Linked DNA regions of Arachis hypogaea: region 2 is linked to region 1. The links are chromatin contacts, called in public Hi-C maps. All regions are on one chromosome and are shown on one strand. The core of a region is the stretch at or near the end of the contact, and the rest is flanking DNA. Distances in the headings are between cores, read along the strand shown.

Evidence for each region. Hi-C and Micro-C count contacts between places; a contact is called where the count stands out from the background.
Region 2: a contact with region 1 is called in a Hi-C map of an unstated tissue, with 6 times the contacts expected there. The contact joins the promoter of LOC112715718 here to the promoter of LOC112715715 in region 1. A contact is called at or near these places in 2 of 8 Hi-C or Micro-C datasets (leaf and an unstated tissue).

Annotation. Positions count from the first base shown.
Region 1 is chr10:76,814,410-76,818,544 of arahy.Tifrunner.gnm2.J5K5, reverse strand. LOC112715715 (F-box protein 7-like) reads left to right here and starts at 1,488. Exons shown (of 11, transcript XM_072205004.1): 1 at 1,488-1,713; 2 at 1,782-1,934; 3 at 2,203-2,370; 4 at 2,705-2,768; 5 at 3,172-3,229; 6 at 3,345-3,607. The coding sequence starts at 2,311. The coding sequence ends at 3,441.
Region 2 is chr10:77,328,672-77,332,737 of arahy.Tifrunner.gnm2.J5K5, reverse strand. LOC112715718 (protein DOWNY MILDEW RESISTANCE 6) reads right to left here and starts at 2,115. Exons shown (of 4, transcript XM_025767528.2): 1 at 1,627-2,115; 2 at 1,126-1,373. The coding sequence starts at 1,824.

The DNA.
Region 1 (4,135 bases), core at 239-2,738:
CTCGTTCCCGAGCAAATTAGAGAAATACAAAGAGGAAAAAGAAAGTGAAAAAGAAGAAAATAAAAATTAATGCTAAAATATTCTTTTTTTAAGTAAAATAGAGAAGAAAGACAGAAGAACAGAGTGTAAAAGAGGAGGAGAAGGGGGTAAGGGGGTGGCCTTGGGAAGTTGTGAATGGGGTTGCGTTTAAAGGGATAGAGGGATATAGAGGCAGAGAGGGAACATATGTAATTTATTGTGGTTGTTGTGTGGGATGGGGGAGTATATAAAGATGAAGGGGAAGGGAGGGTGATGTCACAAAAACTTGTCTCGCAACAAATTTCCTACCGGCAAGTGCACCGGATTATCGTCAAGTAAAACTCACTGTAGAGTGAGGTTGAATCTCACAGGGATTGGTTGGTTGATCAATGTTAATTAGAGAATTGTTCTAGTTGAACTAAAATCGATTTGAAATTAGGGTCGCATAAAGTAAAATTGGCGAGAAACTTAAAAAGCAAGAAATTAAATAGCTGAAATTAAATTGCAAAAATATAAATGCAGAAACTTAAATTGCAAGAAGTTAAATGGGAATGGAGAAATTGACCATCAAATTAAAGACATAATGTAAAAGAATAGGTAGAACAGAGATGGGAAAGCTCATTGGGGTCCGGAGATGTTATAATTCTCCGGATCAAATTCATTTTCATCTCTTCCTCAATCAATGCATTCATTGACCTCCTAGGCAATCTTAGGTGATTAGATCCCAATTCCTTGGCAATCTAATCTCTCTAAGCATGAACAATTGCCCAAAGTGCAGTCACTGATTATACCACACATATTCATAGATCAAAGTGTTGGTAGGATTACATGTCACGATATCCATCCAAACCCCAATCTAATCTAATGTGAGAAAGTATTTGTAGCATGATCTCCTCATTCTTCTTCCAAGGTTCAGAGGAGATCCATTTATGAATAGCTTCTTTTTCAAGACAACTATCCAATTGGATGAAGAACGAAAGCTTTCTAGCAAGATCAAGAGAAAAGAAAGAAGAAGAAATATGAAAACTAATATTGATCCATTGAATTACACAGAGCTCCCTAACCCAATGAAAGAGGTTTAGTTGTTCACAGCTCTAAGAATGGAAAATGAAAATGAAAATTACATTGCAGAATTGAAAAGTTATAGAGAAAAGAAAATAGGGGAAAGTTTTAGTATCAGTGTCTCAGGCCCCCCACTACTAGAAAACTAGTTATTATAGACGGATATTTCTGACGGATTTTATCCACGGAAATACAGAGAGAATTTCAGAGGAATTTTTTGTCGAAAAACAAAAAAAAAATGGATTAGCATAAATTACAAACGGAAAAGAGAATCCGTCGATAATTCTGTCAGAAAAATGATTTTTTTTGTAAAAAATAGTTACAGATGAATTTTTTGTCTGTAATTAAGTAGACGAAACGCGCGTTTTATTAAATTATTAATTTAAATAAAATCCGTCGGAAATATTGAGTTAACCCTGACTCAGATCCTACTCTCTCGATCCATTCACACTCCACACACTCCATCGCAGGAGCTTCTTCCTCTCTCCATCCACGCTCTCTCCATGGTAGGAGCTTCTTTCACCGCCGCCACTCTCTCCATCGCTCCGTCCACGATCTCCATCGTAGGAGCTTCCTTCGCTGGTCATCTTCATCCACCGGTTTAGGAATAACTGCACTCATCCATCGGTTCAGGTATGATTTTGCATGACATTCAATTTTGAATTCTTCTCATTTGAAATCATAGTTCCTGTGCTGTTCAGGTATGGCTTCAGGAATCACTGTATTCATCCCTTTCTTTCGTTCTTTGCAACAATCAAAACCATTACACACTAAACAAACCAACAAACCCTAACAACAACATTATCAATCTTACTCTCACAACCATTTGCAACCATCTATTCAGTTTAGTTGAGGTGAGGTTTATTCCTTTTTCTCTTTTTCTTATTCCCTCTATTTTTGCTTTCTCTTAATTTTGCACTTGAGAAAGGCTTTAATATGTGGTGCGTTCACAGAAAACTTGAGTGATAAAAAATGGAAAACTTGGAATTTTATGTGTCATATAGTTTTATATTTCAATAAATGGTACCTTGTATTTTATTCAGGTAGGTTCTGTTTTTGCCCTGTTCAATTCCTACATTTTTGCTTTCCATGTTTGAGAAGTGGTTTTGTTTTGATTCGTAGGTTCTTTTGGGAGAAGGATATTATGCAGAGAGAACTTCCAAATAGACCGCTGAGATATTGAAATGGAGAGGGAAGGGATTAGAGTCACAACTTGATTCTCTAGAAGCCATGATCAAGGACCTTCAAGCAGAGGCCATATTTTTCGGTCAAACAATTGCTGAAGCTGCGGTGCGTTTCTAATGTATGGTTTGGACTTAAAAGGCATTGTTGAACCTGTTGATGCATATTTTTTCTTTATTATTATTATTATTTTGAAGGATTTATTTTTATTTGATTTGTTAATTTTGTTTTTAATATTTTAAAGCTGGGAAATATGGACCTCTGGTGCAATGTAATGTACATTACTCCTTAGCATATGACATTGAATGCAAATATATTCTTGTGATACATTTTTAATGGGACTTGATCCGTCTTGTGCTTTTATCATGCATGCATATGAAAGTGTTCATGAAGTTTTCTTAACTGATTGATTTGCTTGTGATGATATTTGATTTTGGCACAGGAGGGTCTTGTGGAGATAAGGGAAGACTATATAGAAGATTCTCACAAAGGGGAAACTAAATCAGGTATGTTGATGGCTTTTTCTGCTTTACAAGGTCAAAGATTATTTTTAGATGAGACAGACCTGCAATACTACAAAAACTCTTAAATTTGGAGCCATGGTGCAAAGGTCAGTAGTTAACATTCGAAGTTTTGGTTGTAAAATCAGCTTCTTGCCAAATTCAAGCTAACCTTTCCTACTACACATTCATACTGACCCTTCTCTAGAGTCAGATAACATGAAAGCAAAACTTATATCTTGAGTCTCTTTATCTTGATCTGTGGACTGATTTTTGCATCCATTGTTAATTTAAGAAAAGATTCATGAAGTCATCTAACTTGAACCATTCTACTAGTGAATAGAGTAGCACATGTAATATGCTTATGTATATTTTTTTTTCTATTTTATTGATGCATTGGCTCCGGCAGAACTTGAAGGAATTCTCATGAGCCACCCTTCTATTGAAGATGCAGCTGTTGTCCCTAAGTATACATATATAATTATATGTATCTTTGAAATTAATTAAGCTAGCTATTAGCTAATAATAATTATTGAGTAATAATAAGTAATTAAATGGTTTGTCGCACACATGCATATATAGCCGCTCTGAAGCTCTGATTCCTTCTCCGTCTTGCTTCCCCAACCGTGGTTTCCTTGACTACCCTACCCCAAACAATTGGGTAACCATGAAACATTGAATGATTGAAACCCGTGGTTTGCTGAGGAGAGACTCTATCCGCCTTTGCTTTGAAGATGTACCTTACTGCTCCGGGAGGCGATGTTGTCCAGTAACGACTCAGACTCTCTTCTGCCGCCAATCTTGCAACTCTGTTGGCAAGTTCATTTCTCTCTCTTGGTGTCCAGGTAACTCCAAGCTCCTGCTGCTCTTGCAATAAAATTCTGATATCTTTTACCTTTTAGGATGGTGTCAATTTGCTCTTGGAAATTTCCCTGTGCTTGAACTAAAATTTGGAAGTCTGATCCCCGTTTCCCCCAATTGCAGATTTTTTTTGCCAGAAACACTTATATATCTTGTCTGAGGCTTTTTTGCCCAATTTCTTTCTAATCAATGAAGGATTACCACCTTTGAAAAAAAAAACATCTTTTTATTTATTAAACTAAGAACATCCAATTAAAGGAAGTTAGCATATTCAATTCAAAGTCACTTCAACATGAAAGCCTCTGCTCAGATGAGTATACTGAAGTGTCTTAATGTTAATGTTTAAGATTAATGTTGTCAACCAAGCTGCTCTTTTTAATGGAGTGCTCAGTCACTGAAGCTTTGTGACTGAATTTTCTATGACCATCGTCAAAATACTAAAAAGCAAATCAGATCCATGTTTGTTGCCAAAGGATCTTTGTAACAAAAAAAAGGTTTCATTGGACTAGTGT
Region 2 (4,066 bases), core at 866-3,365, 510 kb before region 1:
GAGAGGAAATATATTTTCCATGTTTAATTAATATATAAAAAATATGAATGAAATTTGAGAAAAATTTTAATATGAACATGAAAAGTGCCAATCAAAAACATTATTGTATGTATTGAGAAAGAAATAAAAAAAAAAAACTTTTTGCCTTTTTAAATTTAAGTCATAACTATAAATTGTAAGAATATGTCAGAGAATAAATATCATAAAAATAGTTAAGACAGTTATTTCTTTTATATTTGTCTGATTTTTTTGCACAATATATTAGACTAGGTCTGCAGTGTTTTATTAAAAAAATAGAAAATTTATTATAGTTAATGTCAAAACTTTTTTAAAAATGGAGAAAAACCAATCTAAATAAAATTCAATATTCCACAAATTTGATATATATATATATATATATATATATATATGAGTTAATAAATAATGAAAAACAATGTATTCTCTTGTCCAAAGATCAAATGCTGACGCAAAAGAAAGATTGTGTTCTCTTGTCTAAAGGAAGAAAGAATAGTAAATTATTTTTAAGTTTTAAATGGAGACTACAAATGTTAAATAAAATAAGAAAGTCCACCTTGTGACTTGTGAATTAACATTGTTTTTTATTTTTATTTTCGTACATGTGATGTAAGATTCGAGTTGGACCACACCCCATCACTCTATGTATCGCAACAATTATTAGTCTAACACACAATTAAATTTTGATAAATATGGTAAAAGTGAAAATAAACACGTGCTCGTAGTTAATATATATGTGTCTGTGGACGTCATTGTCTTCTAGAGTAATTTATTATCTTCTCGTCTCCGTCCATAAAATTTGTACATCTTTAATTTTTATTGAGAAAAAAATCCCAAAAAAGAAATCCAAGATAAAAAGTGCTACTAAATATATATTGTAACAAAAATGTTACATGTTAATTTGTTTTATTACGAGAGAATGCAAGAGGGCCCTTCATAAATATCGCTTAACATTTTGCTCTTTAATGAAAAGAAAACTTGAGATAAATATACAAAAGCAGTAATAGTAGTAATTAAGAGTTAAGACTTTGTGATGAGGACCAATTTGTCCACCCATATACGTCTGGGGTGTTGGCTAAGAAGAGTAATTAATAAGAAAAAGAGACTTACTTGAAAGATGAAGGATTAGAAGGCCATTCTTGGACATACTTATCCAAGGGATAGCAATGGAGCCTAAGATAGTCTCTCCAATTATGCACAGTCTCTTTCTTTACATTGAAACTTGTGGAGAGTCTCATTGTCTTTGATGGGTCATCTGAGTATAGTTTCATCTTCTCCTCCACCGGCAACTTGAAGAACTCATATGCCACTTCTTCCATTCTCTTCACTTCCTCTAGAGCCACCCCGTGATTTATAACCTTTTTAAGTTCATCATTAACCAACATCAAATAAACATATATTTTTAGTACATACTATGCACATGCTATGTATTCTACAATCATATTATAATTTCGGTGTATCGAGAATAAAACTATTTTAAAGAATGAGAATGTTATGAAACTAAAAAAATGTATTATTTAATTTATTTTTATATATTTTATATTAATAATTAATTTTAGTTTATAGGATTATTAAAAGTATAGGGGGAATATTTTGAAAATGGAGTGGGACCTGGAAGAAGCCATAGAACTTGCAGGCATCACCGACTTGTTGAACAATCTGGGATCTGTCGGAGGAACCAAGGTCGATGATAGGAACATCTTCACACTCAGACACTTCGGAGAGACGAGGACGCTCGGATTCTGGTCTGACATAGCTTTGGGGCAAGTTTGAGTAACGGATTCCGGAAGAGAGCACTTTGGCGTCCATTAATTTATTTATGAAGATAGGTAATAACAAGGATATGATGGGGAAGAGGACAAAACAAATTAAAGGCACCAAAGAAAAGAAAGATTAAACAAAAAAACAGGACAGAAAAGCAGAGAGCCCGGTTCTCTTTTGGAGTTTGGTCTTACTAAGGAGTAAGGAGGTTCGAGGAAGATGAGGTAGAAGCAGAGTGATATGTTATTCATTTATATAATAATGTGAAGCCTTCATTAGGGATGTGGGTGAAGTAGAAAGACTATTTTGCATTGACTTAAGTCTACGTTGTCGCACTTCTATTGGTCTACTCTATCTTAGTCCTATAAGTATTCTCTTAGATCCCCTTGTAAAAGGGTGTGGAACTGTGGATGCCTTTCATTATTTTAGTAATTAATTGATAATAAGTAATGAATATTTTTTATTAATATTAGTTAATATTTTATTTTTATATAAAACTTAAAATTTAACACTCAATATTCAAAGTGTTATTAAATGTTAATAAAAAATAATAAATTTTATTTGTCATGTAATAACATTATTCATTAACAATTTAGTTATAAATTTTGAATTTAAATTAATGTGATATATAAGATTATATATGCTATATACTTTAATATCATATTTGTTATTTATATATATTTAATAAATTAAAAAATATATGAATAAAAATATTAGTATTTATTAGTACACTAATGTTATTATACAACGAGAACGCCGAAAATATGAAATTTGGACAGATGAATCTTATATGAATGATCAAGATCATAACATAAAGTTATAAAAGTTTTTTTCTCTGTGACATTTTATACTAATCAAGTAATGATATACAGAAAACCTACGTTGTTTTTTAAAATGTTTTTAACGATAAAATACAAATATTTAAAAAAATTCTCGATTTATTAAATAAAAATAAAGGTCCGACACATATAAGAAGCTACACTCGAGTGACCTTTTACATTTAACAAAGACAATTAATCAGAATTTGTTAAACCTGCACTTCTAATTAAAGAAAAACTATACATATTGATGTTAAGACTTGAGAGTTTCATCCTATAAAACGACACTGCACTCTATATATTACTAGTGAACTCCCCGAGTTTCTGAGCTCTTACAAACATTTTGTTTAATTCAATTTGGATAAAGTATATTTTTTAGTTTGTCTCAGAAATTTTGTTAAAAGTTTTAAAAAATTTTTTAATTTTTTTAATTTAATTTCAAAAATTTTTTATTTGCAATAAATGTATATTATTGATAACTAAATTTTTAAAAATTTAAAAATAATTCAACAACAATATATAATAATTATGTCTAATTTATTTATATTAAAAGTTGCTCTTATAAAATTATTGTTAAATTGATTATAATTTTTTTTTAAAAAATAGTAGTTAAAGATAAATTTAATGCAAATTAAATTATTTTAAGACAAAATGAAATAAAATTTAAAAATATTTTAAAAATTTTTAATAAATTTTAAAAAAATAAAAATATACTTTATCTAATTTAATTTAATTAAAATAAAATATTATTTTAATTTTTAAAATTTTTATTGAAAATTAAAATCGTCTTTAATTTTTTTTTCAGAAACCTCCCTATCCTTCAAAAGTTAATTTTAACCTTTTTAAAAACTTATTATGATTAAGAACGTTTTATAAAAGAGCAAAAATGTTGGAAACAATTCTAATTTTCAATTAAAATACTAAAAATAAAATAATACTTTACCCATTTAATTACTAATTATGCGTTAGGCAAAATTAAAGGGCCTAAGAGGTTGAACCCGCATACACAAGTAGTGGAGTTGCATGGATTATTAAAACAGAGTTAATTAATCAACTTAGAATATAATGGTCAAGTAGATATTTGACTTGTATGCTTATATAAATGTTAAAAAATTTGAATTTCGCCTCATGTATGCGATAATTAATTAATCAATAACAAATATTTAAATAAAATTTTTAATTTATAAAAAATTAATTTTTAATTCATTGAATGGGAATACAATAAAAAAAAGAAAAAAGTTGATAACCAAAAGAATTTAGTCCAAAACAATAAAAATTTTTCTTTTCTTACATTATTAATTAATTTGAATAAATGATATTTAAGATTGAACAACTTCGATCAAGTATAATTTATACTTTATAGCAGTGAATATAAATTCCTACACGCGCGTATTCTAAAGATGCAATTCTATCAAGGATTAATGCTACTGTTACACAATCAATGTTAATTAAAATCATTTAGTGTAATTAAT